Linked DNA regions of Drosophila melanogaster: region 2 is linked to region 1. Evidence: chromatin contacts called from public Hi-C data. All regions are on one chromosome and are shown on one strand. The core of a region is the stretch at or near the end of the contact, and the rest is flanking DNA. Distances in the headings are between cores, read along the strand shown.

Region 1 (4,776 bases), core at 1,486-3,985:
AATCCCTTTCGTCCCACTGGATTCTACTACTTTAAATTCAATTTACGTTGTTTGCGTAGGCTTCAAAGAATCATAGTTCATGTATTGCACAAATGTATTCACTTTTCAGCTACTAAATGTATAAGGCATCTTGGTATCAATGAGCTTAATTTGTGATTCTGTTAGGTTGGAGTTCTTAACAACCTGCTACACGTTACCATTTCAGCGTCTGTGCCGGTGCCCTGCTGCCCCGTTTGGATGCCAATGGCAAGGAGCTGCCCATATGCGCCGAGTGCAAGTGCTCCCATGTGGCGAGAAATACGACGCTGATAAAGGTGAGTCAATTCGAGTGCTCAAAAGCCGTCCGTACTTAACCAGCTCTCTCCCCCATCCAGGTCGTGGTCATTATTGTGATTTGGATCATCTCCATTTTAGTAATATACATGCTCTTCCTGATGTGCCTGGACCCGTTGCTGAACAAGCGAGTGAAGGCGAACTACCAGGAGCACACCAACGAAGATGTACATAACAAGCTTTCTAGATACAAGGGCATTCAGTATAGCCTCCTAGTTACAGCCCAAGGCGAAGATGATGAAGATGACGATGTTGATGCCGAAGCGGCTCAACTAGTTGGCAATAAAGAAGCACCACTCTTTTGAATAGATTTTAATTTCCACAACCACCTTTGTTTCATTTTGCGTTATAGATTTTGTTGACTTTCTAACCCACACCGTCACTTCATTAAGACAGTAACTAACACGGCCAGATCTTGGATCACCTCGACTAATTCCACATTTTTCCACCCTTTTCTAACCAGGATGAACCAACGCCGCCCCTGCCAGCCGTCAACAACCAGGAGCTCAGTGCCAGAGCCAATGTCCTCAATCGTGTGGGCCACCAGCAGGACAAGTGGAAGCGGCAGGTGCGCGAGCAGAGACGCCACATCTACGACAGGCATACCATGCTAAACTAACAAGGGGTTCGGTTTGCAGCTGGCGGAGATTAGGAGGCGCATGGGCGACTTAAGACACGTATTCCAAGCAGTTATCCTTTGCGAAATTCCCCTTTGGATCAAATTGATTATCTGTATATTTAGCCAGATTTTATGTTAATTAAAATAAACCAAAATATGTTTGTCAGGAGTGTTTGCATATTAATTAATAAGTTGAATGCCGGGAGGAATAACCAACAAATCCACTAAAATAAAACTTTTAATGATAATTGATGGTTATAATTTGGGAAAATAAGGAACGTAAGACCGTAATGGTGAGTCCAAGTTAGATTTGGAAACTCCCTTGGGCTTCTTAGTTTGACGCCTACTTTTTGATTCCATCAGTAGAGATTAACGAAAGAATAACTCGAAGATAGTTTCTATCACACAATAACCATAACTTTAAACGTATTATTTTCAGCCACATTTATTTTTAATAAATCATGTAACCACATATCCTTAGACAAGTGTTTTTTTTTAATGCAAAACCGCCGAGCTAGACCTAAACTAAGTTCATTCAGAATCGGAGGCTCTAGTATCCCTTTATGGTTTCGGCGAATGTCCAGTTTTCGTTAACTTGGAAGGGCCCCTCCACGCCGCATCCGTTGACGCTGCACACGCCCACAGTGTATTGGGAAATATTACGAGTATCGCGGTAGTAAAGCACCTCCATGCATGTGCGGATCTAGAATATAAGAAAATGGTAGGGTAGTTAAATAATGAAGAGTCCCCCCATCAGAGTTCGAAATTCCTTACCAGTTCGGAAGCTTCTACGGCGGTAAAGTCCCTGTCCTTGGGCTTCTTCTCACGGACCAGCGGAACGGCCAAATGGCGGGCAAAACCAGTGGCCACCACGTAGTCCTCGTAGGATCGTCCACGGAGATCCACGTTGGCCAGGTACGGAGTCCCCTCGTTGTCCACGCCGCCGACAACCACGTCAATGTAGAGGGGGTTCATCCGCGAACGACGGTTGTAGAGCACACGGGTCATCCAACTGGCCAAGGACTTGGGCTTCATCTCGATGTTGTCGTCGCAGCACTGGTCCTCGATCATCTTCTGGTCGATGTTGCGCTTGATGGACTGGATGTCAGCGAAGTCGCCGCTCCCGCCGAGCAGGATGTTCTTGTTGACCTTAAAGACGCGCTCAATGTTTTGGTAGCGGGCCATGGATCCGTAAGACACCAGGGTGTCGGCGGCCAGCATCACTCCTGAATCATAGCGAATGCCAAGCACGGAAGTGCCCGTGGTGCTGGAAGCACTGCGGAATAGTAAAAGGAGTGTAAACAAGTGGTACATCTGCATATAAACATATCCGCAGTTCCTACGTGCTGTGCTTGGTTCCATAGGGTCCCATTGTGGTCAGCTCCCGCGGTAGCTGCTGGACCGGCGTCTGTCCGCCCGTGAAGTTGTAGAACTCGCCGGGAGCGGGTCCGTTCTGCCACATGGGCTGCGCTAGGCTGTTGTAGTTGTTCAACATGCTAATTTATTCGGAGACTGGAATAACGCGAGACTTTGAAATGTTTGTCGCTGCCGGAGAATGACGGGCACAAATAAAATCAAGAGTCAGCGCAGTGTGAACAGACTTTAGGCGGGCGGCAATACCAGTATCGGCAACCGGTAGCTAAAAATACCAGACATACCAAAGATGAATCCACTATTAGCTTGGTCACACCGTTTTACATGTGTTAAATTAAATTAATTTGAAGTTTAATTGTGAACTTTTTAACATTTTATTAGATGTTGATGTTAAAAGTAATGTAAAACAGTTAACACCACGCTGCCTATACTGAATTTGTTTTTTTACTTTTGTCTTTATAATCCTCGTTGATAATACAAATCAAGGAGAAGAAAGATAAGAAATTAAAGAACTTTTCACTCAATTAGGATTAAGACTCATGTATACCCGTTGCTTCTACGGTATTTACTACTCCTTGAAACTAAATATATGTTTAGTTAATATATAATGACCATTTGCTTTACTTCATTTTAAGCCGTTCAATGGTCATTAAAGTATAAGAATCGAGAGCAATAAATGTAAATGACGTTTGGAAATTATCCTGGTCAATCTACAAATCCAATATCTCCCTTCTCTCCCTTCGAACACGATTCTCCATAGCTTTTTAAGCGGAATAAGGTTCTTTTGCTAAAACTTCTGCTTTTATTCATATTGGTGGGAAAAACGCACATGTTCCGGATTGTTGTTTTTGGGAACCCAACGAAGTTTTTTATCATAACATTTGATCATATAAATTAATAATAAAGAATTATAAATTTGAAGACATATAAATACATTTTTATTGCCAGTATACCAGTACACAATTTGTAAATATATAGGTATGTGCATAATGCTTCCGAGGGGAATGTTTAGGTTGCTGCCGCATCTTTCAGATGCCATAATACAGTCGATAATATCAGTTGCTTTATTGAGCTATGCTAAAAACAATGACGGGGAGACCCGCTCTTTAACACGATACATATACGAATAAGGATACCCTACGCAAAACTAAGAGCTACATGTCACGGCCAACGATTGATGCTAATTCTATGGGGTTAAAGCTTCTAGTCCTTGCAGCAGCAGTAAACATTGTCGCTAGAGCTAGCTGGGGTTGTGGGCGTGGTGCCGCCCTTGAGGGGCTTGCTGTAGGAATGGGGACCCCGCATGAAGACCTCGATGAGCTGACAATGCGATCTGCCAGATACGGAACGGTTAATAAGCGATTTATTGAAGTTAAAGGTACAACCAACTCACCGCATGGTTATGTCCAGGTCGGTCACCACCTCTCCATCACAGTTCCAGCTGGAAAACTCCGTCGAGGAGGAGTGGGCGGTCATTTCTTCAGGCGGTGTAATCGGCTGACAAGACCCTGCCAAGCTGTAGTCCTCCTCGCTGGCAGAAAAAGTTCTGAACCGGAATTCCCTTGTGCGATATACCTCTACAAAAGGCAAATTGCGCTGCAATGGGAAAATGTTTTTAAATATTTATTGTTTTCTACAAAATTTAATTGTATCCTTTTATTTTTCATTTATATTTTTACAGTAAAAGATACCATCGCATTCACTAGATAAAACATTATATTGTTGAAACTGGTCAAGTATATACTTTATATGGATGCCACCAGAGCGGCTAGTAGATCTTCGTAAAATAACCTTTCTGTCACAGATTTCCCTCGCTTCAATCCGAGCTAGATGGGGTTCGGTTTTGGGTTTTTGGCTTTTAGGATAGAAAGCACTAAGCTCAGCTTGTAGGCTTAGGGGATTTGGCAATTAAAGATGCAGTTAAAATGTTATGGAAATGTTATTTCAAAGGAAATGGACGCCTCTTATAGGAAAGGTGTTCTTTTGGATGTGAAAGTTGAATAGTTGTAATAGTTAGTACTCACAATATCACCACTTCTGCCCGCCGTGTTGAGCAGAAAACGCACGTTGTTGAGCAGTGAGGTCTTTTTCACGAGAATCAGGTCCAGGCAACCATCACCCAGATGACTGTAACGGGAGATGCCATTGGGACTCCTGGCGCAGGCGCAGGTTATGTTCGCGCCGCAGATCATAAAGAAATTGCCCCGCACAACCTTCCACTGATCGTTGCCGAGGTTCCTCATTGATGAAATGGAGCCAGTGGGCAATCGAAGATTGCCTGGACGCGGACGAGGCCTCAGGAGTGCTGCTTCACTGGCGGCTAGATGAGAGTCCTCTGTTTCTACCTGCTGATTGCGCTCTGCCTCTTTAGATTCCTCTTGGATGAACAATGAGGATCGCTGTTCCTGTATGCTGCTGGCGAAGCTGCAGCGCTGGCAATTGGCATAGCA
Region 2 (4,776 bases), core at 1,045-3,544, 190 kb after region 1:
TCGCTCATCAGCGTGCCCAAAGATCCATATCTCTCCATAAACTCTTCCGGCAGATCAGGGGGTTGATGTATGCCCATCAGCACGGGAGAGCACATCTTCATCAACCGATGACGAATGTACTTAACTGCTTGCCTGTCTACGCTGGAGCTGGGAGAGTCATTACTGGCGGCCATGTGTGAATCGATGTGTTCAGATAGGTACTTCAATTGAGGCAAAATGCATGCGCGGACCGCATGATTCCCCATCTTTCCCAGGCCTATGACGGCCCCAAACACCGTTGTCAGTGGCTTCTTCAATAGCGCCTTGTTGTAAACACTGGAATATAAATGAATATTTTTTAATCCGATAGAGATTGCAAGCAAAAATCAATTGATTTAGCGAGCAGCGAGATGTTATTTTAATAAACTTTTAGCACACTTCTTTAAGCATGTGGTCGCACGCAACATTTGCGCCATAGACGTTATTATCGCTGTTATCTAAAATTATTATCAATATAAATCGAAGGGGTAAGCAACTTATTTAATTAATAGCTTGGTGGTTATTTCAGATATTATATGATTTACAATGAGTTAACGTGAAACGAGCTACGTTAGGTATTTTGTAACGACATATTAATATTAATTAATATGATTATATTCCTCTACCAGATGGATTTCTCTCTAATAAAATGATATGAATTCACAAATAACCCAAAGAACCCACACATGATGAGTACTTGCCCAATGACTCTGGGCAGGATGCCGTTGTCGGCAGCGTCGAACTGGCGCACTATGTGGGCCATTATGTTTCCGGAGTATTCCCTTAAGGCCCAGTGATCCTCCGAGTTCGGAGATGCGCACACTTGTTTGGCCAGCAGGCAGGATAGAACGGCTGGCAGGAGCAGGTGGAGCTGCAATTCAACAGATGCATTCTTCAGCTTATCCTATTCCTCTCAGAACCAAATACTTACATATTGCAATAGGCTGAAGCGCTGGTTTCCCAAAAGAGCTCGGACCATGCGCATAAGGTAAAGGAGCAGCGGCAGGTTCTGCTGGGCCACGTTGATAGCCACTGCGTCCGCAATGAACTTGGTCAACCTGGGCAGCAACTCCTCCAGCGAGGGATCAGTGGAGATGGCTTTGAGAGCAAGCACGCGCCGGGATTCCAAGTCGCCTACGCAGGCCTCGGTTACCAACTCGAAGAAGTTCTGCTGTTCCATGCTCAGCGGATAGCGCTTGCTGGGCTTTAGCAGCACCTGCTCCACCTTTAGCCACCCGGTGTGCATGGGAGGCGGCTCCAATGAAGTCTCCGGCACGGGTTCCGGCACAGATTCCTGCACGGATTCCGGGTAGGAAACGAGAAGTTCATCCTTTTTTTCGGCGGTTACAGCTTCGCGGACGGTTTTTAATACTTTTTGGGAAGGAGGCATTTTGCAATCGTCGCAATGGACCAGCCTAAAAAAGATGTCATAGCAGAGGTCGTCGTGCATTCGGACGGCATGCTGGATGTGAGACAGTTGCAATCGCCGATCCCGGATGCGCCGCATGTATTTTCCAGCCTCGTTTAGCAGATTTGTAATGTCTTCCTTAACATTGATGGATAGCCACTGTGCTACTCCGTCGTCCAGATGCAGACCAGTGCTGTGGAAGAATATCGCGGATAGAGAACGCGGCGACAAAGAATGTCTGCGAAAACTTTTGTCCTTGTCGGGCATTTCATTCTGAGACGTTTTCATTTTAGTTGCGTTTTTGTTTTCAAACTGCCACATTTTGGCACTAGTGATGCCACTGGTCGATAGGCGATGCACGACGCCGTTATCGGTCAGAAAGGGTCGTCACTCGATACCGATACCCGCCAATTGAATTTTCAAAAATATCAAGCGAGAGTTTCAAATGCGGCTTGTTTGATTTTTTTTTGAATGTCAGTTCAACATTGGCAAAGCTTGCCACAACCTATCCGAGGAGTAATACTGTTTCCAACAAAAACACTTCATAACCAATTATTTTAGCTTAGCCGGTTATTTAATTACAAAGTTAATTATATTATATATCATATATATCATCATCACATATATGTGGGTTGTATTACGTGGTCCACAATTTGGTAGCTAGGTTAATTAGGTTAATCATCATTGACGGTTGCACTCCGGATACACTTAAAAAACAATATATCCCTAATAGCACAGATTCACTTCCCATCATTGTTGATTTTGTACAAACTTACTTAATATAAAAATAAAACTGTTCATTTAATAAACCGCGTTTTTAGACTTTTTTGTGTAATGTGTGCCCTCTGGGAGAACTTCCCAGGTCGAGCTCCTTTCGACTACTGCCCTTTACAGCATTTCCACAACCGACTGAACCTGACTTTGACATAATTGTCAAGTGAAATTGTAGAAACCGCCTAGTACGAATGGGAATAGGAAAGTCCGTATCAGTTTCATACAGTTTGGTATATATATATATATATATATACATACTATACTATATTTGCGATTATTGTTTAAAATTTGTTTTGCACTGATTTAAAGTGTAATCTCCAATATTTATATCAATAATTTTACTCAAAATATTTCCCATGCTGTCGCATACGAGAGGTAACGCCTTAGTCGATTTTTAGATACCCGTTACTCAGCTAGTGCAAGTGCGAACCAAAATTTCATGTACTTTCTCTGGGATATCGATTGGGTATAAAATGAGACAAAATGTGTAAGAAGGGGCGTTGCCAAAATGCTTTTGGTATACCGATAGAAATGGGTAAGATAATCCATAAAACGGAAAAAAATAAAAATATTTTTCCAAAAAGTCGGCTTGTCAGCTTTTGGTAGTTTGTGGGCATAATAGTGGGCGTGGCAAAAGGTCAAATCTATAGAAATGTACATATATTGTATAATTAATATAAAACAAGAAGGAATGTTATAGTCGAGTTGCCCGACTATCTGATACCCGTTCCTTACCTAGTGTGAATGCGAACGTGAAATTCCATCATTATTCATCATTATAAAAATTGTTCAAAAGTGTGGGCGTGACTTGGTGTCTTTAGGGTGTTAGAGTGGGAGTGGCAAAAAGTTTTTTTCATATCGATAGAAATTTGAACGTCTAATAAAATTGAGAAAAATTTGCTTGAATGTGGCCGTAGCAGTTTTGGGCGGTTGAAGGGAGTTAGAGTGGGCGTGGCAAAAAATCTAGAGAAACTGTATTTTTGCTTAAAATTATTAACACATTTTTCAAAATTGTGGGCGTGACATTTTTGTGCGGTTTGTGGGCGTGCCAACATAGGTCAACAAACTTGCGCTGTGTCGATGTCTCTAGAATGCTGAATCTTAATCTTCTAGCTCTTATAGTTCCTAAGATCCCGTTCATACGGACAGACGGACATGACCAGATCGACTCGGCTATTGATCCTGATCAATAATATATATACTTTATATGGTCGAAAACGCTTCCTTCTGCCTGTTTTCTACTTTTCGAAGAATCTACTTATAGTCTACTTATTTACTCTACGAATAACGGGTATAAACGTAATTTTTTTAAAACATCCTGATTAAATAAATGGTAATGCTGTTCCTGAATGTTTTAGGGACACTTTTGGTGTTTTAGCACTTGATTAAATTGTGACTGATTAAATTATATTTTACGTTCCGGACATCTATAGTTCACTTGTTGGATCTCAATTTATAAATGTCTATGATGGTGAGCTGGTTTGATGAAACAAAGCCAGTCAACTATTTAAAACTTAACCATTCGAAGTATAAGTATTTAATTAATAATATTAAGCACGAATATTTAACAATTATCCTATTCTTCATCACTATTAAAACTAAATCTGTAAATCGGGGAAAAATTCTTAAAGGTGTAGTTAAAATTTATCTCACTACGGACATAAAAAAATTATGATTTCATTAATGTAATATGAAATGTTGAAGCTGCTTGGTAACTTTAAACAAAAAAACGAAAAGACAGCGTTTGTTCGGTAAACTTATATATTTGCACTCAACGTGAAAAAAAGCAATTTAATTTTGATTGATTGATTAACTAGTAAGCCAAAATTAGGTAGAGAAAAAACACGAGCAGCAGCACCGCAACGAGCGACCTTCCCACTCTGTGCAGTCAGGAGCGAAGATCCGTGAGAGGGACGTACATTACGCCCATGAGACGTGTCATCTCCACCTTCCCATTGGCGTCCTTGTCGTACTGTAAAAATGGTTATATTATTATATATTATTATATATTATTATGTATATTATTATATATTATTATGTATATTATTATATATTATTATGTATATTATGATATATATATATTATTATGTATATTATTATATATATATATTATTATGTATATTATTATATATATATATATTATTATTATTACATATACATATTATTCCAGCAGTTATACGAATCAGCATCTGCCCACCTGTTGCATGTACTGAGACCCGCCGTCGGGACCGACTGGAACTATCAGGCGTCCGCCGCTGGCCAGTTGGTTGATGAGTTCGGTGGGTGTGTCGGGAGCAGCTGCTCCTACATGGATTGCATTATACGGGGCGTTCGGGGGGTATCCCTTGCGGCCGTCACCCTCGACGATCAGCAACTGGCCGGAGTCCAGCATGCTACGGTCGTCGGTGTTTAAGTTGGCCTTGCTCCGCCGCACCAGCTCTGCCTGGTGCTCTATGCCCACGATTCGGGTGTCCGCATCAACGCCCTTAGCCTTGATGTAACGATAGAAGCAGGCTGTGAGGTAGCCAGATCCAGAGCCCACATCCAGTATACGTGCACCGGGCTTCAAGTGGTCG

The links. A called contact is a pair of places that touch in the nucleus more often than the background predicts.
Region 2: a Hi-C map of the Kc167 cell line shows a contact between it and region 1, with 2.2 times the contacts expected there. A contact is called at or near these places in 5 of 107 Hi-C or Micro-C datasets (the Kc167 cell line, the S2 cell line, embryo and 1 more).

The regions. Positions count from the first base shown.
Region 1 is chr3R:5,355,629-5,360,404 of dm6, forward strand. It overlaps Prosbeta7 (Proteasome beta7 subunit), which reads right to left and starts at 2,736. Exons shown (of 3, transcript NM_141272.1): 1 at 2,296-2,736; 2 at 1,727-2,228; 3 at 1,384-1,655. The coding sequence starts at 2,447. The coding sequence ends at 1,503. It overlaps Cerk (Ceramide kinase), which reads right to left. Exons shown (of 4, transcript NM_169050.2): 2 at 4,351-4,776; 3 at 3,720-3,922; 4 at 3,245-3,659. The coding sequence ends at 3,530. CG1161 reads left to right here. Exons shown (of 5, transcript NM_141271.3): 3 at 206-314; 4 at 375-500; 5 at 797-1,120. The coding sequence ends at 952.
Region 2 is chr3R:5,548,874-5,553,649 of dm6, forward strand. mia (meiosis I arrest) reads right to left here and starts at 2,295. Exons shown (of 3, transcript NM_001300252.1): 1 at 950-2,295; 2 at 720-889; 3 at 1-315. The coding sequence starts at 1,747. It overlaps Pcmt (Protein-L-isoaspartate (D-aspartate) O-methyltransferase), which reads right to left. Exons shown (of 4, transcript NM_080508.4): 3 at 4,398-4,776; 4 at 3,950-4,172. The coding sequence ends at 4,089.